2 separate regions of the Mus musculus genome follow, and region 2 is linked to region 1. Evidence: chromatin contacts called from public Hi-C data. All regions are on one chromosome and are shown on one strand. Each heading gives the region's core, a stretch centred on a gene start, on an enhancer-like site or on the middle of the called end of the contact. The rest is flanking DNA. Distances are from core to core; before and after follow the strand shown.

Region 1 (6,795 bases), core at 3,167-5,666:
TTCCTCACTCTTTATATCCTTCCCAAACAAAACGTTACTCATACATAGACAGAGGCAGCATGGAATACCACAGGGATTTCCCTGCAGTTAGTAGAAGCCACGAAAGGGGGTAAGCCTGACTGCATAAATACCTATTAACCTGAAGAAATTCTTTTCAAACTTTCTCTCTCTCTTTCTTTTTTTTTTTTAAGGAAGGAAATAAGACTTATTATAAAGAGGCTTAAATTTTCAAACCACCAAGAAAAAGCAAACTTTGAACTCTTACATAAATTCTAAGTGATGCTCTTGAATCCCATCCTTTCTACCACCCACAAGAAGATTAAGGACTGTGGACTTCCTGCTGGAGGAAGTAATTGCTCAACTGCTTGGGAATCTATTGGAACCCTTTGTAGCATTCGTGGGGACATGCAGATGCAATTTGTCAAGTATTCCTTTATTACATTGTGACTCAGAACTAGAACTCAGGTGCTTTGGGACCCCCTCCTTGCTATGTTCCTCTTACAAATGGTAATCCGCTCCACCTCAGACAACTATCTGATACTTCCACTAATGTTTTCCTATTAAATCCAGAACATTTCATTTTAGGCTTTTATGTGAATGTTTTCTTAGTTTGACACAGTTGCCAACCAGTACTTAGCACAATTTAGGCCATAGCTTTTAGAGAGAAGAAGAAAGGAAAAAAACAAAAAACAAAAACCACGATAATGGACCACTTATAAACAGAATTTAAGGTGGGAGAGAGGATCATTAAAACCTAGCTTTTCCGAATTAGAAGCTGGAGAATTTACAGTGAAGACCTTAGTAGCAGGGTCCAGTCTAAATCATGAGACCAACCGCAGCGCTCTCCCCTCCCCCACCCAACCCCTAAACGCTGCAGCTGCCAACCCAGCTCTTTATCAGCCATTTGGTCAACTTGTGCTAGACACCTACCCCCTGCCCTTTCCTGCCCACTCTAATGATCCTGGTTGATACTCAATTACAGCAGAATTAATTTTGTCTCTGGCTAAATGTGGTCTTTAGGAATGTAAATGTATTTCAAAACGAATGCATGGAGCAATCGCAAATTTGTCTCATTTTCATGCCAAGATTTGACTTAGAATAAATCATCACTTTTCCTCCTTTTAAAGCAAAAACCCTGTACTTGCATATCACTTCCCCAAAAAAGCAAGAGAAAACAGTATTTTAACGGCTTTTAACTTGAGTCTTTGGTGCCATCTTAATAGAAGTTGGATCCGCTCCAGCTTCAGCTAGCCTTTGGAGCTCAGGAGACACGCCAGCCGAGGCCCCACCCGGGTTCAGCCCAGCCCCGCCCCAGTTGGCCGCAGCCGCTGGAGACCTAGGCTAAGCGACTCGCCCGAGCAGCTGTGCAGCTGTCTGGGAGCCCAGGAAGTCACACCCGTCTCGCGCACTGAGCTGAAGCTCCAGCCCACGTGGCGAATAGCGAACCCCCCGGCGCTGAAGGGAGTGCCTAGCCGGGCCCCTCCTCCAAACCAGGGTGAGTTTAGGGGCTGGGGAGGCTAGCCCCTCTCCGCTGTAGGCGGGGCCGGACCACCTCTGTTTCTGTAGCTGCTTCCCAGGCCAGCACCAGGCAAGGATGCGCTCGCTATCATTATCGTTTTCCGCATAACAGACACGAAAGTGAGAACAAAATTTCGAAACGAGTTCTTCCGGCTCCTGGCTATTGCATCCATCTGTTTCGTTTTCTTTTTTCTTTATCCGCCGACCCTCCATTGTCCCACTCTTTCCCAGTGGAAAAACTCTTTTCCTCTGCCTCTAGGCGCCCGCCTTCTTCCCAGTTTCCATGTGCAACGCCTGTCCTGATGTTGAGAAAGTTAAGTTTGGGATGAGGAGTGGGGGGAGGGGGGGTTCTTTTACAATAGCCTGGAACAGAGTCCTAGCATTGTGACCAAGGACCTTAGCGAAATTTGCCAAAGCAAGTGCCTTTATTACTTTTCTTAATGATGAGTAAATTGCACGTCAGGAAACTACAAACCTGACTCTGTCACCAGCGTTGTGAGTCCGCCCAGCTGCAGGCGCCTCCCAGAGCGCCGCGGGAAGCCACGCGGATGAAAGAAAAGGAGCCCGTGTTTTGGGGAAGACCAAATTCCCTTCTTTTTGTCTCCTCCAAACCCCAAAGACTCACTTTCCAGATTCTGAAGTGGAAAACTGACTATTAAAGGAGAACTGGGTCTTCTCTTTGAACCAAAGGATATGAAAGTGGTTTTCTGGCCCTATTTTCCGCTTGTGCTGAATTCTTCCATCAGGGGGAGCCCACGCCTACTACAAAACTCCCTATTCCTAGACATCTGGGTTCTGCTAGTCCGAAACACCCAACTGCAAGCAGATCTTAAGGAGCGCACCGCCTCCGCCCCCCCCCACCCCCCGCCCTTGCTCCTCCCTCTGGGCCTGCCTCCTTGGACAGAGACGGAAGGGACTTCACACTAGCCATTCATTTGTGAGCCGTGGGGGAGGGGACGCAAAAGCGCAGAGGAGGTAGAAAGGGGAAAGAGAAGACAGAGAAGATGGAGACTGAGAAAGAGACACAAAGATGAGGGAACACAGATAGCGAGTCTCCACTGTGGGTGTACTTGAGGCAGTATTGCCCTGCAGCCTCGGGGGAGATTTCTTTCCCTTTCCTCGGGATCCCGAGAACACGTAGGACATGCGGAGGCGAACGTAGTTGGATCCGAGAGCAAATAGTTTAGGCTATGACATTATTTTCTTACCACTATTTCTTCTGTCTAACCCCTCTGAGCAGTCCACGCCCATTGACACCGAGAACAAACCGAGACAACCGGGATGTCCCGGGTCTGCAGGCACTAGAGAAGTCTCTGCAATGCCCACGCCTACTCAGGGCAGTAGGACTTTCTCAGCCAGGGCGTCCCCGGGGAAACCCGGCACGCACTCTCCACAACCACTCCACCAGCCCGTAAAGTTGCTCAACTCAAGTGGAGAAATGGGAGCGGATGAAGATACAGAAGGGAACAGAGGACTGCTGTAATCCAGGCGAGAAGACTGCACCAATTGGTCCCCAACTCGAGTCTCCACGCCACCTTTGTCTGGAGAATCTATGGGTCCTGGTTTGCTAGTAAAGATTGGGGGACAAGCCTTCATTTCGTTTTCCAGAGCGAGGGGGGAGATACTGCACACCCCTCCAGTTCAGGGAAAGCTTTCCCGCCCAGGAGCCTCCCAGACCTCTACGGTGTTCCAACAACCCCACCCCCATCCAATGCGCCTTCCCGGCTGGCTCGGGAGCACCACGCGCAGGACAAAAGAACACAGGGGCAACGTGAGAGAGCTTTGACAGCCCTCAAGTCATCAAAGAAAAGCAGCCCCAGGACCCTACCCAACCCCTGCCAGATAGCCTCCCACATTGCCTGAGGGGTTGGGGGAAAGGGTCATGTCCGTGCAGGTCCTGGGCCGCTAAAGTATCCTGCTGCCTTGTCAGGAGCTGCCCAGAGGTGACTTTCCAGGAACCAAAGATACTGACCACACACACGGAGCCAGGAAACCAGGTGGTCTGCCCTAAGGTGGTTTCAGGGGCTTGCATTTGGGCAAGTTTGGGGACTCTCCATTCAAACTTTTGCCTCGACCACTTTAAAGAGAACAAAATCAAGGTGTGAGGAGTCCATTCCATTCCTCCAACTCAAGATAGCAGGACTTTTCTAGGATTTCGCTACAAAATCCCTTCCCCCTATTCGGTTTGTCCTTTTCCTCTACCCCACCCCGGACTTCTTTTGTCTAGCTCTTTTTCAGCACCAAGGTCTATCTGAATTCATCTCTTTAACAAGTTACCTTCATGTTTGAAAGTGCGCACATTTTTCTAACTTCGCCTTACAGCTAGTCCTCTTGGCTTTAATTAAAGCCCTCTTCCAATTACAATGTGAGTCTTTCCCCCTACTAAGCTGGACGGTTTTCTTTTCCCAACAAGTTTTCCCTCTTTCTTTTAAATGGGGGAACAAAAGAAAAGTGATTACCTTGAAAGGCGGCTTACTGCAGTTTTCGGGGTGGAAATTCACTGCTGAGCTGTGAGAAAGGGCTCCGCGTTGCCCCGGAAGATCACATAGGAAGCGCGGTGGCCTGGGGAAGGGTGCAGCGAGTGCGGGACAGAGCTGGAGAGGAGAGAGGATGCGCTGGTAGCGGCAGATCCTTGTCCCAGCGCTTGGCCACAGCACCTAATGCTCACAGCTGCTGCGCCCGCGCTCCTTGAGTTCTTCGCCCAGAAAGGCTCGGGGCAGCTCGCCTGCAAGTTCAAATGCGGGTTGTGACACCCACCGTCATTATATCACTGTACCGTCAGAGCCGAGGAGGAGACTCAGCGAGAAGGAGGAGGGAGAGGAGGAGGAGGGTTCATTCACAGGCTCCTGAAGAGCTCCGTAGCTCAGTCACTCCAAAGAGCCCAAGCTTGGAAACAGGCGGAGGGGCGGAAAGGAGCTCCCTCAGCCTGCGGTAGGGACCGCCTGCCTCCCTGGCCAGGCACTCCCACCTCTCAGCGTTTCTTCCTGATGAGAAGTACCAATCGGCTGGGGGTGGGGGGAATCCGTGCTCCTCATTCAACGACTCGGTACCACCTCGCTGTGCAGTCTCAAACAACTGCCTTCCCACCCATCCCCACCCCACCCCCTCTTCCCCGCCCTGGGCTGCTACTTCTGAATTAGGGGAAAGGAGTCCCCAGGCTCTGCTGCGGCCAGCAAGCACAGAGCAATTAAGTATGGTCAGTCCTTAGGAGCGGACGGGACTCTATAACATCAGCCAAGAACTTGCGTATAATGTGTTTAATGCGACCACGGAGCTTGCTCGTCCCATCAGAAGAGGTGTCAGGCTCAATGCTCCTGCCAACCTGAAAGAGATACTGAGAAAGTGAGATCCCAAGCCCCAGGGAGACGCAAAAGCTTTTCGTGACTGCTCTCCCTAGGGAACTGCCCAATGGGGAGCCCGCGGCATCAGGCCCTACACAAAGACCCTGGCAATAAAGGGTTGGACAGGAAATCCCCCCAAGCAATCCCTTGTCCCATTCAAAGAGAATCCTTTCTCTGACACAAATCCGCGTCTTTCCTTAAATGTATTTCGCTTCCTTCCTTCTTCCATACCTCTGTCTTTCACAGGATATCTTGCAGAATTTTCTGCCTAACTCAGATTTCTTTGACTTACCAGTCTTTCCATGTTGTCTGGAAATGGAATCTTTCACGTTCGCAATTTTTTTTTTCCCCTACTCAGGCTTATCCATCGATGTAAACAACATCAATATAGAGAAGCACACCCTTCACTGAATCACAAAAGACTCCATTAGGACCTTAAAGAGCAAAGGGTCAAACAGTTAATACAAAGGATTTCTGACCCTCACAAAAGGGCGACTTTGAATTTTCCGTTACGTTGAAGTCTAGTATGAGTTTCTAGAGAGAGGACAAAATAAGTTCGCAAGACATGTCGAAGTAACTCTCAGGGTACTGAAACAATTACAAACTTTTCCTCCTACACCAATATGGAAATATCCTTGTAATTATTGACTCTGAATGTTTTGCTTAGAGAATGACATCAAACACAGGGCTTCAGAAACGGTAGTGATTAACGCAGAGAGTTTGTCTTTACCCTGGATTTCTTTAATTAGATTGGCTGCCAACCACAGTTCTAAAGTTGTAACCTAGACCCTTCTGCATGTGGGCTCCTTTTCTAAGGTTTGTAGATTCAATATGATCATAGATCTTAAGTGATAAACATGTGGTAGGATTATCAGTACAATTTCATCCCCCGGTGTGTATTTCATGTGTCCTTTTACTTACACTCACTGTAGTGAGTGACTTAACTGTACTACGGGCCATTTCGAAATCAGTTTGGCTTACAGTGACTTATTTAACCTTTATGCGACGATTGTACTGCCATTACTAAAACTGAAATTTCATCCCATATATTGTGCAGAATGAGAGCCACATCTTGACATCAGACTTCAGTCACTGCATTTAACATGCCAACACAACCAGGTATGGAAAGAGACTCACCCCAAGCTTGCACAGACCAGAGATGCTTATCAGAACACAGCTCTTGAATCAATAGGAATTCATTCAGAAAGAAGAAAAATAAAATATAATGAATTTCCATTATTATTTATATTCCAGGCATTGGGGTAGATAGATTTTTTCTCTGAAACGCTTCAAGTTATTATCATTAATTTATTTCTTAAATTCAAGTGAACCTAGTTTGAGTTTTACAGTTAAGTGGTTTGCCCAAGGCTACTTTGCGACAGATCATTGGCCTAAAAGCTTATCAACTCTCTGTTATCCTATTCTCCCTTCACAATACACTTGAATAAACAAGTCTACAAAGAAGTAGGGCAGAAGCAAACTAGTAATAGATTGCTACATGTTTCCCAGACATGATAATGATCAGTATTTACTGCAAGCATCATGTACACATGATGGGAAATCATAAAAAGTCATTGATTGGATACGTTTTTATTGTGAGATGTTTTACTTTGTCTTGTCAAATGTGTGGGTTTTACCTGGTTTCCTTTTTTTTTTTTTTTTTAACTTTATTTCCTTAGCTGGTAATCATCCATAGTCCCTCCCTCATATCATCTACAAAACACGTGGTATCCAGTGCAAAGGCACTTTCTTAGGCAGGATCAACTTTCTAAGGGATGAAAAAACAGTGATGATCTTTGTGCAAGTCAAGCCACTACCTTGGCTCCCAAAGTTATTATTTAGAAAATTAAGTACCTTTTAAAATTGTCAAATAACAAATGATGTATAGCTTGATATTTACTTTCTGTCCCTGGAGACAGATCCTCTGCTTTGGCTA
Region 2 (6,472 bases), core at 2,355-4,854, 2.1 Mb after region 1:
AGTACAGGGGAACGCCAGGGCCAAAAAAAATGGGAATGAGTGGGTAGGGAAGTGGGGGGGAGGGTATGGGGGACTTTTGGGATAGCATTGGAAATGTAATTGAGGAAAATATGTAATAAAAAATATTAATTAAAAAAAAGAAATTATGTATTAGCAATTTTGGTCATCAAACTTCAAAAAAAAAAAAAGAGTTGGTTGTCATTGACTCCAACGTATGTGGTGGGTCAGAGCTGTCATCTAAGAGAGAAGTTGGTGGGAATATTAAGATGCTAAAAGAGCAAGTAAGTAAACTATGGCAAGAGGGAATCTGTCTTACATTGATTCCGGGATGTGCCAGTAGCATAGCAAAGGATGCAGATACTTATTCACGATGGTGACATTCACTACGGTGACAATGAGGGACTTCGTTGGCTACAGGAGCATCTGGTTATTCAGAGCATCACCCAGACTGCATGACGTCCAAAAAATAGGTCTCTTCTGAGAACTCTGGAGGTCAGGTGTGGTGGCACATGCCTGCAACTCCAGTACATGGGAGGCACGGGCAAGAGGTCCCCTTAAGTCTGAGGCCACCCTGGTCTACCTAGTTAGTTCCAGATCAGCCAGAGCTACATAACAAGACCCCATCTCAAAACAAACAAAACATTCCAACCAAACAACCAACTAACCAACTAACCAACCAACCAACCAACCAACCAACCAAAAAAACCCCTGACTCTAGCAATCTACTTCACATTTAGGTGGAAAATGGTCAAAAGCACAAAGACTTTAAATGTTTAAACATCAATTAAATAATTGTTCACACGCTAATTTGTATTTTGACCACATATACCTATTTTCAAAAAATTACAACCACAATGAAAAACATGGAATTAGGTCTGGACAGTGCTGGTATTAAGAGCACTGAGTGATATTCCAGACGACCTAGGTTCAATTCTCAGCACCCACAAAAGGTAGTGGGGGCTCACAACTCTCTGTAACTTCAATTTCAGGGGAACCAATGGAATTGGACTCTTTAGGTCTCCTGGGCACCAGGCACACAGGCTGGATATACCCAAACATAAAATAAAAATTTATATTACCCAGTGTGGATACCTGGCCTCTCCCAACCTGGGAAGTTTCCTGCCTTAGCTTCTAAAACCTATCATCGTGAAACACATTTCTTGAAGATTCCATAGCTTTCATGTAGAAAGAATTACAGGGACCTGGCCTCTTTCTTGTGAACAAATATTTTATACATAATAACAAAAGAGCATCCAAGTAATGGGAAGTACCTTTAACTTGGGACATCTAGAGGGTTTTCCACAGCTATTTAAAAAGGTATTACCATAACACAGTGGTAGGGCAAACATAGGTTTTGAATTCAGTTTGACTGCCACCTCTAGCATGGATCACATGGCTTTCATCAGTTACTTAACCTGGATACACTTCTACTGTGCTTTCTGCCTGTAATATGGGAATACTATCATGTGTGTAATATTGTTATGACAACTAACCAGTGTACTGTGTGTGTGTGTGTGTGTATAGTAAGAAAGCACAAGCCTTTAAAAGTGGCACTAGGACTGCAGCAATTGGGCTCTGTTTAAACATGTATTGTGTGACCAGATGAGTAACACTTTCTAGTTGCACAAAGAAGGTAGCAACATACAGTCATGAGCGCACCATTGCATTCTTCTTTGCCGCCTGTCTCTTTAGCCGCCTTCCTTCCCGTCGACTGTCCTTCTTTAAGGCCACGGCAATTTCTTCCCTCACTTCCTGGCTGTCAGCTGCTATCAGCTGTCCATTGTGAAGTACCTGTGAGTTCTGCTTCAGGTACTCCATGAAGCCGTTCACGTCTTCATTCAAGTACTCTTTTTTCTTTTTGTTCTTTTTGCGTTTTGCTTGAGGTGAGTCATTTCTAAGGGGCAGCCTACTGCTTTGACACTGCTTACGATTTGGAAGGCTTTGGTCTGCTCTCTCCACAGACCCCTTCTTCATGTCCTCCCATGATGTTGCTGACAGGGGTCGCTTACTATTTGAAGTAGTAACTCTAGCCCACCTGGTCATGGTTGGATCAGAGGTACTCCACTAATCTGTAAGATAAGAGCAAGTAGCAATTAATTAATTATAAATTGAAGATATACAGAAGTCATTACTTATCAAATATACTCACATTTTAAACTTTAAACCATTAAAACTCTTCATTTAGGTAGGGGTACAGACACATGGTATGCTGTGTAGACATTTTTCTACAGTATTTTGGCATTGAACAGAGAGGTTCTACTTCAGTTGAAGAAAACAACATATGCTTAGTTAAAACTAGAAAATATTTTGCCAGCAAATGATTTTTAAGTTAGAAATCATATGTAAATACTGTAAATGGTCCTCTTAAACCCTGCCGTCGTCCTGGCCATTTCTTTTCCTACCTTTAAACCAGTCTGCCTTCTCCCAATCTGCTTGCTTAGTTTGCCATTTCAATGCAACTACTTGCAAAGCACATTAGTAAACATACACAAGTCTTGTCCTTTCGTCTGTCTTTCCCCTGTAGATGTATAAAGGCAGTCTATAAAGTGTCTGTAGTCACATGGCAGTCTTCTCTTATTTAATGAGGGTGACTGCCATTTGCAGTCTAATGGTTTTAAGTCATTTTCTTTTTTTTTTTTTTTTTCGGTTTTTCGAGACTGGGTTTCTCTGCGTAGCCCTGGCTGTCCTGGAACTCACTTTGTAGACCAGGCTGGCCTCGAACTCAGAAATCCGTCTGCCTCTGCCTCCCAGAGTGCTGGGATTAAAGGCATGCGTCACCACGCCCGGCTTTAAGTCATTTTCAATGAACCCATTTTAGTGATCCAAATTGTAAAATAAACTTCACATTAAGAAATCTTGTTTGTTTACCTTTAATAAATGCATAATTAGAGATTTTCATTTAGAATGCAGATGTAAGCAGTTTTAAAAGGAGTGTATTTTAAGACGAATTATTTGGCTCCAACATAAAATTGAGTATTTTACTTTGCATACTACCTAGCAATTCTGAGAACAGTTTCTTTTTCTTCTTTAATGAATGAATACACCAGACACAATCAAAGGATTATTTCAACTACCGAGTTGCCACTTTCAGGGCAGCATCCAGTGTGCCAGGCAACTTAAAGCCTTGGCACCAGGAGTCTGCAACATGCTTTCAGGGCCGGTGAGTGACGCTGTATGCCACTTTACAGTGCACCGGTCCCCCGTCACCAAGAGGGCGGATCCTCCTCCCGCACACCCGGAATGTGAGACTCTGGGTGTCTGGAGGGTGACACGGGACAGCCGGACAGCCCTGGTGCCCCCGCACGCGCGGCATCGCTTCTCCATGCCCGCCCCAGCACTGCGACCCGCGGGCACCCTAGCAGGCCTGCGGGGCCCGCTCCCAGCAACGGAGCCGGCGATCCGACAAGCTAGCTCCCGGGCTCTGCCCTCGCGATCTCCCGCAGGAGTCCGGCCCCAGTCGGCCAAGGTAGCACAGAGGCGCCCACGCCTTAACCGGTGGTACCCGCGTAGCTCCTTACCGGGTCTGAATCCTCCAGAGCAGCTGAGACAACGAACCAGAGAAGCCCGGCCCCGGATGAGATCGCGGCCATAGAGACCGGAAGTGCACCGTCTCCACGCGTCACTTCCGGCAGGCCAAGCAAGGGAAGCGTGAGGTGTTTGTGGGTCTTAAACTGGGGAAGGTGGCTGGCTTGTGCCAGTTTGTGGGTCGTGTAGTGTTTGTTTGTAAGGGCGCTGCACTGGAGTCCCCGGACACAAAGATAATGAGCGCCCAGTCTGTGCGGTCCCAGAATGTGCAGTCTAGATGACGGAAGGACTCTTGGGAGGAAGGTCTTCCTTACACGGTCCTTTGAATTGGACAATATATTTCAATGAATTTGAAATAGTAGCGAAATAGTGAGAGAGAGAGAGAGAGAGAGAGAGAGAGAGAGAGAGAGATAGACAGAGACAGAGACAGACAGAGACAGACAGAGAGAGGGGGGGGAGAGAGAGAGGGAGAGAGAGAGAGGGAGAGAGAGAGAGAGAGAGAGAGAGAGAGAGAGAGAGAGAGAGAGAGAGAGAGAGAGAGAGAGAAAGAGAGAGAGAGAGAGAGAAAGAGAGAGAGAGAGAGCCGAGGCTCCGCAGTGTCAGCGCACCAAGAGAGTCGCTGAGATGCAAGTCTGAAGAGACCTTCGGAGCACCTATTGCTTCTGAGTGGTACTTCATGATTGCCCTGCCTGGCGTTAATTCACAGTTGGTGGCCGGAGTTCATTTTTCAATAAAATTCTAGTCCTCCGTCCTATTAGTGCTCCCCCGCCCTCCCTCGCTCGGGAAGCCTCCCCCAGGTTTGTTCAGTGAGAAACGGCATGGACGTACACATTTAGTCCTCCATCAGGCTCTGTTTATTTTGCCTCTTAAATATTTGATCCACTGCCTCTTCTCGCCTTTTGTCTCTACTGACTGTCCCGTTCGTTCCTTGTCTCAGCTTTCACTGTGTTGGCCCGAATTTTTGCAGCTCATCTGGGCAGACGTTTTTGCCCAGATGTTTTACACAAGTGAACTTTTGAAAATATAAGTCAGAGCGCCAGATCCAATTGGTGTCTTCCAGACTAAACCCCTTCCATCTTTTCTCAATGTTGAGATGATATTCAAACTCTGGAAGAGCATTTGTTACAATCTCTGTCCTATTTAAGCTCTGTACGAAGGGGCCTTCTCCCATCTTCTTTTTGTTTAGCACCAGGATTTACATACGCTGTTCTGCTTACATAATACTCTGGTTTCTTTAATTATGTTCTGTTTCAAGTCTTCCAAGATTTTATTCTTATCTAAGCCTCTGAAACATCCTCTCCCAGGCCATGCTTTTTGATTCTTTTCACAGAGGATTGTATAATAAGTTTTACTGTATCCTGATTGCCTCTCACATAATTGATCCCCATTCCTTACTACATCCGTTAGCTGGATAAAGAGTTAAAATGGGCCCAGTTTTCCTTAAATGGAAAATCAGTGTCAGAAAAATATTGTGATTTGGTATAGTAAATGCCACAAATATCCCAGAAAGTTTAAAAATACAAAACAAAACAAAAACAAACAATCCTCTAGCTGTTGGGAAATGAACTGCTTAAAAGATGGGTGATGGGAGCCGGGCGTGGTGGCGCACGCCTTTAATCCCAGCACTTGGGAGGCAGGTGGATTTCTGAGTTCGAGGCCAGTCTGGTCTACAAAGTGAGTTCCAGGACAGCCAGGGCTATACAGAGAAACCCAGTCTCGAACCCCCCCCCCCCAAAAAAAAAAGGGTGATGGGCCGGGTGTGGTGGTGGACGCCTTTAATCCCAGCACTCCCAAAGCAGAGGCAGGCAGATCTCTGAGATTGAGGCCAGCCTGGTCTACAAATCGAGTTCCAGGACAAGCAGAGTTATACAGAGAAACCCTGCCTCTAAAAACAAAACAAAACAAAACAAAAAGAAAGGTGTGTGATAATGCCTCTTATAGCTTAGTGACCTCAGCCAGCTGTCTCCAATACTAACATTTTAACTAAGTGTGAAATTTTATTTTCTGTTGATGCCTAGCCTTGAATATAATATATACCACTAGATGGCGCATTCAACAAAAATGGTGTCCTTTTAATGCTAAATTTCCTTGAAGATCTGATTTTTGGAAGTGAGGGAACACTTCTGTTTTGATGATTAGTAGTTGAGTAAACAAATCATATACTAAGTCCTCAGGATTCATGAGGAAGCGTTAGTATTCCTACTAGTAGTAGCTACTATTTACTGAGTACATCTACCCACTATCCTGGGAGGTAGCTATTGCTTTTTCCATTGAACAACGAGGAAATAAGCCCAGAGAGCTAAAGTCACTCAAGGTCACACAGGCAGTAAGAAACAAAATGAAACTTTGAACCAAGAACTCAGTCTGTATTTATGTACTCTTCTGTTTTGAAATACTGCAGAGCATTGTCTGCTTGTAATCACTTAAAATATGCTTTATTGAGTTATCCATGCCAATGTAAGACTTAGGGTGTATATTGCTTATAATTCAAGAGATTATACTTTTATTCTATGTCTCTTTTACTTATTGATATAAATATATCATTTCATGACAAAATGTAAGAAAGATGTTAAGTGAGGAGCTAAGGGTTTCATTATCAAGAGACATGCTTCATTTTTTATATTCATATTCATGCCCTCAGAGATACAATTCCAAGTGTGCTTTATTAGTCTCCTCGCCATCTTTCAATTCTTTAAAAAAAAAAAAAAACCACGATTAATCATCATATAATCATCAGGCAAGGTCTTTAAGTAACATTGCATCTATGCTCAAGGAGCTAAGTAAATGCTGAAGGTGATTTCGGCAGTTTGGAAAAAATGTTGTAAATGGATCGTGAGATGCTCAGTCTCTGTTTAAATCTTTATGTTCTGGGGATTGAAATTCAGCTAGCATGGCAAGTGGTTTGGCCATTGAGCCATCTCCCCAGTCCTGTTCTATTGTCTGAAAA

Evidence for each region. A called contact is a pair of places that touch in the nucleus more often than the background predicts.
Region 2: a contact with region 1 is called in a Hi-C map of uterus, with 5 times the contacts expected there. The contact joins the promoter of Zcchc9 here to the promoter of Vcan in region 1. A contact is called at or near these places in 2 of 39 promoter capture datasets (liver and pre-B cells), 2 of 484 Hi-C or Micro-C datasets (B cells and uterus) and 2 of 115 datasets of contacts at active chromatin or transcription factors (astrocytes and large pre-B cells).

Annotation. Positions count from the first base shown.
Region 1 is chr13:89,738,096-89,744,890 of GRCm38.p6, forward strand. Vcan (versican) reads right to left here and starts at 4,417. Exons shown (of 15, transcript NM_001081249.1): 1 at 3,978-4,417. Gm4117 (a long non-coding RNA gene) reads left to right here. Exons shown (of 2, transcript XR_003950663.1): 1 at 1-1,495.
Region 2 is chr13:91,804,092-91,810,563 of GRCm38.p6, forward strand. It overlaps Zcchc9 (zinc finger, CCHC domain containing 9), which reads right to left and starts at 3,605. Exons shown (of 6, transcript NM_145453.2): 1 at 3,519-3,605; 2 at 1,660-2,069. The coding sequence starts at 2,043.